Linked DNA regions of Mus musculus: region 1 is linked to region 2. The links are chromatin contacts, called in public ChIA-PET maps. All regions are on one chromosome and are shown on one strand. The core of a region is the stretch at or near the end of the contact, and the rest is flanking DNA. Distances in the headings are between cores, read along the strand shown.

Region 1 (3,084 bases), core at 555-3,054, 290 kb after region 2:
GTTCTTTTTATTTTTTTATAGCTCCTCTTAAGAGTTGAAGTCTGTAAGCAATGTCAAGATGGTGGGAAGACAGAATGACCACCCTGGCAAAGAGTGGGGGCTCTCTGATGACAGATGAGCAACATTGTCCTCGAGGTGGTTTCTCCCCCATTCCACTACAACCTCTCCTGTCTCCCACCTGCTTTACGGGGCGCTCTATGCGATGGGTCCCTGGAGTAAGGACAAAAAAACCCAGCCCAAAGTCACACCGACGAGCTGGAAGCTTGTCTCAAACAGGAGAACTCTGAAGGATGCTCACAGGTTCACAGCTACACCCCATCCCCAGGAGATTCACACGCTCTAGGAGACATGGTAGCCAAGGCAACTGGACCCATAGGAAGAAACTAGTCTTGACCGTCCTCCAATGTCATGGCTCATGCTGCTTGTCAACCTGACAGCATCTAGAGTCACTAAAGAAGACATAGCCCTGCACATCTCCGTGTGGGATTTCCCAGAGTAGGTTAACTGCGGTGGGAGCCCAGCCACTTGTGGGCAGCACCATTCTGTTGGCTGAGGTCCCGGCTGAATGGGAATGGGCCAAGGACCAATTCCATTCTCTGCTTCCTGACTATGGACGCAGGGTGACCAGCTGCCTCAAGCTCCGGCCATGATGGACTGTATTTTTGAACTGTGAACCAAAATAACCTTTCTTCAAGTTGTTTTTGTCAGGTATTTTGTTACAGCAATGAGAAATGACTAACTTGTCCATCTCCACAACCCCCCTCAGAGTTCTAACGAAAGCCTCCCTAAGCACCCTGTATCTTCTTGCTGCAGTTACCACATGACTCCGGCATCCGGTTGAACACCAAGGCCTTCCGTCCCTTCACTCCCCAGGTAAAGCCCCTTCCGTCCTCCATGGATACGACATTAGCTCGCCAGTTTGCCACAGTTTCTCTCTAGAATCTGTGGGGCCCTCTCTGCTTGACCCAGACAGAGTCAGAGGCTGGTGAGGAGATTCCAGGGAAGGCCTGGGAACTGCAGACTTGGGGGCCATCCTTCAAAGCTTGCAGCATGGGCCTAAACTTCCCTTCCTCAGGTTTCCCTAGTTTTGGTGTTAAGGAGCCCAAGGAATGCTGGGAAGGGCACCCTAGTTAATACCACCTAAACCAGAGAGGGCTTGCCAGAAGCCAGGCCTGCTCTGTTTGCTTTAGGGGGCGCTTACAATATTTGAAGTGCAGAGTGTGGGAACCCAGGGCACACATATGCTACAAAAATTCTTTACTCCTGAGTTACAATTCAGTTTTCTAATACAGGGTCTTCTATGTAGCCCAGGCTGGCCTTGAACTTGCAATCCAGAGCGTAGAACTACAGATATATACCACTATAGCCAGTGCTGACATTTTTCTGAATGGAAAAAGAGTTCTCTTATCTCACAATTCCAAAGATATAAACAGTGATGGAGGGAAAGCCTCCCGGCCCCTCCTCACCCCTGGCACCCACTTTGCATGGAAAGGTTCCCCAGTTTCCCAACAGTGTCAGATCCCAGAGACAGTGAGGCACCATGCACATATTGAAAATTGAACCCAAGTTCTCTGCAGGAAACAAATATGCTTTTAACCACTGAGCAGTCTCTCCAGTCCCCACCCCCACCCCCCAACACCACCTCCTCTTCTATAATCTCTACAGGAAGCTGTGCACACACACACACACATACACACACACTGCACACACTGGTTCTTTTGTGCTCCCTCCTCTCTATCTGTGGAAAACCCTCCATACTATAAGAGTAGCTTCCTCTCCCTTTGTGGTCACAGCAAGACAACCTGCCCTTGTGCAGGTACAGTCCCCAGAGAAGGACACATGGGTTGTTTGCAGCCTTTGGTGACACCAGCGTTAGTTCTGTCACCACCAGACCTTTGTGTATGTTTCTTCAGTTGGTCCCCCGGATAGCTCTTCTCTCTCAGCTCTTCTAACCACACCTTGCAAAAGGCTAGAGTACTGTGCAGAGAGGAAATAAAACGTTGAGAAAGAATTTAGAAGTCTGGGCTGCAGAGATGGCTCAGCAGAGAGCACTTGTTGCTCTAAACAGAAGATGGGTTCAGTTCCCACCCACATAGTGGCTCACAATCATCCACAACTCCATTCCAGGAGATGCGACGCCCTCGTCTGACCTCTGTGGGCATCAGGCATGCGTGTGGTGTGTATGGATACGTGCAAGCAAGACACTTGTAGACATACAGTAGAATAAATCAATTTAAAAACCAATTAAACTTTCAGAAAGGAATTGAATGTTCCAGCCCTGCACTGTCAGGCCCTGTGCCTCCTCAGAGTCACAGATTGTCCCAGCTAGTTCTGAGGCATCCTTGGTCACACTCAGGCTTGTTGTCCCCTGGCTCCCGACTGCCTTACCACCTTCTTGCCCTCACCCAACAAAGGCACCACCTATTGTGTTCTCTCAGACATGCATCCCACCTCCTCCAGCTCCCAAACTCCCCTGGCAATAACAGATGGATCTGTGGTTATGGATCCAAAGGCTCATGAGAGGATGTCTTCCACCAACTCAGCCCTCCCCAGTCTTGAATTGGATTCTATAGCCACTATAATTAAATAAGATATCGAGCCCCCTTGCAGTGTTGAGATCTGGTTAAGTCTGTTTTCTGAGAACTAGCACAGATGCTATGGGTCCCCCCTCCCTACTGGCTGGGAAAAGTGGGGGTGGGGTGTCTGCATGGTAGATGTTCCTCTGCCATTAGGAAGGCACAGGGTACTGCATGCTTTGTGGGAAATACTACCAGCCCCAAAGTGTCCCCTTTATGTTTCCCCTCTAGAGCAGTGGATTTCCTTTTTGTTGTTGTTCACATATTTATTTATTTAATGTATATGAATGCTGTATCTGCATGTACACTTGTGTGCCAGAAAAGGACATCAGATCACATTATAGATGGTTGTGAGCTACCATGTGGTTGCTGGGAATTGAACTCAGGACCTCTGAAAGGACAACCATTACCCTTAGCCTCTGAGCCATCTCTCTAGCCCCTGCATCTTCTTCTTAATGCTGCAACCCTGCAGTGCAGTTGCTCATATTGTAGTGACCCCCAACCATAC
Region 2 (2,931 bases), core at 13-2,512:
AGAACATGAGTTACTCAGTACTCAGCAACTATTTAGATGAGGTCTCAAAAGCCCGAGCTTTTTTGTAAGGTGGGGTCTTAAAAGCTGGTCTGGAATTTACTGCACAGACCAAGCTGGCCTGGAACCCTCAGGAGAACCACCTGCCTCTGCCTCCCTATATCATTATAAGGTGTTGACTTGTGCGTTAATTCAATCAGCTATGAATTCAGCTTTGATTCCAGATGCTGGGACACACTTAGATACACTCTCTTCATTCAGATCTTAGCTCTGTGAGCTTGAAACTTATGTGATCACCACACCTCTGTAACCTGTTTCCTCAGTTGTTAAACCGTGAGACGATAACACTTACCTCATAGCTTTGAAAAGTGTCTAGCACATAGAAACTTCTCAACTACACTAGCTATGATCATGATGCACTCCAGGTGAAGAAGGGTCAAAGCATGTATATTAGGGACAGAGAAGTTAAGAAAACCAGGCATCAACTATAGGAATGTCTTTTAGGCTGGGAGGGGACTCACATCTAATAAGTTCAACAACGTCAGGGAGTTGTAGGTATGTGTGTTGGGGGGGGGGTGCACGCACAGAGGACGTCAGGTGTCCCGCTCAATCACTCTCCAGCTTATTCTTTTGAGACTGAGTCTTTCACTGAACCTGGAGTTAAGCAGGCATCTAGCAAGCTCCGGCGATCTTCCTGTCTCAGCCCCAGAACACTGAAGTTACAGACCTGGCCCACCAACTTGGGCTTTTTAATGATGGGAACACAAATCCTCATTCTTGCATAGCAAGCACTTGGAGCCATCACACCCCTCCAAAAAAAAAGTTGTGTGTGTGTGGGGCCAGACTCAGTAGAGGTCAGTAGACGGCGCAGTTCCACCAGGTGAGAAAAGGGGTATCACTTCGGAAGTCAGAACAGGAACCAAAGTGGGGAGCCCTGCCAAGAGTTCGTGTCTTTAAAGGAACTAGAGGAGCGCTGGGGAGAGGGGCCCAGGCACGGAGGGAGGTGTGGCCTAGGCCAGCCACCAAAGCGACGCGGCCCTTCCCACACCCAGCTCCCGCGCTTCCTGCCTCAGTGTGTCCTAAGGATTCGTTTCTGGACGCTCCTAAGCGGCTGGGCTCCCTTACACTCCCGCCACTCTTACCTCGTCTTCCAGTCTTTCCCTCACTCTCCCGCCTCCTGCACCCTAGGCGGAAATGACGACTAAGTAGTGCGTCGCGCCGCGCCAGAAAGGTTCTGCGGAGCGGGAAAAAGGGTTCCGGTGAGGCTCACTGCGCCGGCGCGCGGGCGCGAGCGGTTAAAGCGCATTTTCGGTGTTCGAGGACCTGGATTTGTTCCCTCGGCCTGGCCGGCTAGAAGTCAGGGACCAAGGATACTGCCGCCTCCTAAGGATCGTTTTCCTCCGGCTCCGAAGCCTCTCGGCGCCCGGCTGTGGCCCTTGCCCTTTGACCCCCGTGGCGGCGGGGTGAGAGGTCGGGTGGCCATCTTGTGGCGGCGGCGCGGGCGGCTGTTACTGCGGAGACCTGTCCCCTCCCCCCACCTGGTACCCCGAGCTGTCTGTCAGTCGGCGGAGAGCCCTGCAGCCTGTCAGCGGAGGCCTGGGCCGAGTGCGGTCGCTTTCCCCGTCTCATCGGGCGGCCCGGGCTGCTCCCCACCACCGCCACCATGTCCTCCTTCTCAGAATCGGCGCTGGAAAAGAAGCTCTCAGAGCTGAGCAACTCTCAGCAGAGCGTGCAGACCCTCTCCCTGTGGCTCATCCACCACCGCAAGCACGCAGGACCCATCGTCTCCGTGTGGCACCGCGAGCTCCGCAAAGGTGATCACCCGCACCCCGGCTCTCCCATGGCTGTGTTCCCTCATCCACTCTCCCGCAGCCCTGTGGCTTCTTAAGCCTTGTTTTGCAGGCCTGGGGCTCTGATGGAGGGTCTGAGGTTGGAAACGGTGTTATTTTATGACTTGGAGAGGGAAACTGAGGCCCGGTAAGGTATGGGAGATTCGTCTGAAGTTCCAAGGGCGCAAATGCCCAGACTTGAAGTTACTCAGCTCCTTCCCTCATCAGGCTTCCCCCTCACACCTTACGACAGTTGTTTTTGTTTTTGTTTTAAATCGTGGCTGTGTTTGGAGCTGGGAGCCCCGTGTTGGGCAATTGGAATACGATCCAGCCGTCTCTGGTCAGACTGCCCACATTAAGACCTGGTGCAAACGTGTTCTAGCTAAGTGATCCTGGGAACGTTTCTTCATATCCTTGTGCCGGTGTATTCTAATCTGTAAAACGGATACAAACTTACCTGTACTTCCAAAGCCTTGACTCCGTGTTAGTTACTATCCATAGACTTGAGAACAGGATGGTAAATTGGGTAGCCTTCTGCCCTTGCCACTAAATTCAGACTCTCACGATATTCCCCGAGCGCTACCTGTTTCTTGCCAGGCCCGGTGTTGGATGCAAGTTGTTTCTGGCTACTGTCTGGAAGTTAAGTCTATCTGTCACTGAACCCAACAGTTTAACCTCTATGTCCTTTATTCCTTATATAGAAAATGGAGATGATGGTAGTTTATGTTATTGTGGCTTTATTATGTGCTGCTATCTTTATGCGGGTTGCTTTTGTTTTTGCTTTGGGACAGAACCTTTAGCCTTTACAGGTCTGGATCTCCCTATGTAGACCAGGCTGGCCTCGAACTCAGACCCGCCTGTTTCTGCCTCCCAAATGCTGGGATTAGTGACTTGTGCCACCATACTGGATGGTTCTTTGTTTTTTTTTTGTTTGCTTGTTTTTTGTTTTGTTTTGTTTTTTTAAATTCTTGGGTTTTTTTTTTTTGAAGTAGGAATTTTACAGATGGGGAAAACACAGGGCTCAACAAAGCCGATTCTGGTAAGAAGCCAGGCTAATCCAGGAAGCATTTTAGTGTGCTGTGGGCACAGTGCACGCTTTCATAGA

What was found. ChIA-PET counts read pairs in DNA pulled down with a chosen protein or histone mark.
Region 1: an RNA polymerase II ChIA-PET map of memory CD8 T cells shows a contact between it and region 2, with 6 read pairs. The contact joins the enhancer-like site here to the promoter of Rprd1b in region 2. A contact is called at or near these places in 3 of 39 promoter capture datasets (embryonic stem cells, neural stem cells and neutrophils), 17 of 115 datasets of contacts at active chromatin or transcription factors (the 230-238 cell line, the NIH/3T3 cell line, bone marrow-derived macrophages and 8 more) and 2 of 9 other capture datasets (adipose tissue and embryonic stem cells).

The regions. Positions count from the first base shown.
Region 1 is chr2:158,321,242-158,324,325 of GRCm38.p6, forward strand. It overlaps Lbp (lipopolysaccharide binding protein), which reads left to right. Exons shown (of 15, transcript NM_008489.2): 9 at 814-873. Among named protein-coding and RNA genes, the nearest start is that of Lbp, 16 kb to the left of the region's middle. Within about 2 kb of position 1,805, at least 53 of the 459 cell types and tissues checked have an H3K27ac peak or open chromatin away from gene starts, as enhancers often do. A contact at or near this core is called in memory CD8 T cells, where this site is marked.
Region 2 is chr2:158,027,235-158,030,165 of GRCm38.p6, forward strand. Rprd1b (regulation of nuclear pre-mRNA domain containing 1B) reads left to right here and starts at 1,263. Exons shown (of 7, transcript NM_001291134.1): 1 at 1,263-1,811. The coding sequence starts at 1,661. Tti1 (TELO2 interacting protein 1) reads right to left here and starts at 1,200. Exons shown (of 8, transcript NM_029282.2): 1 at 1,140-1,200.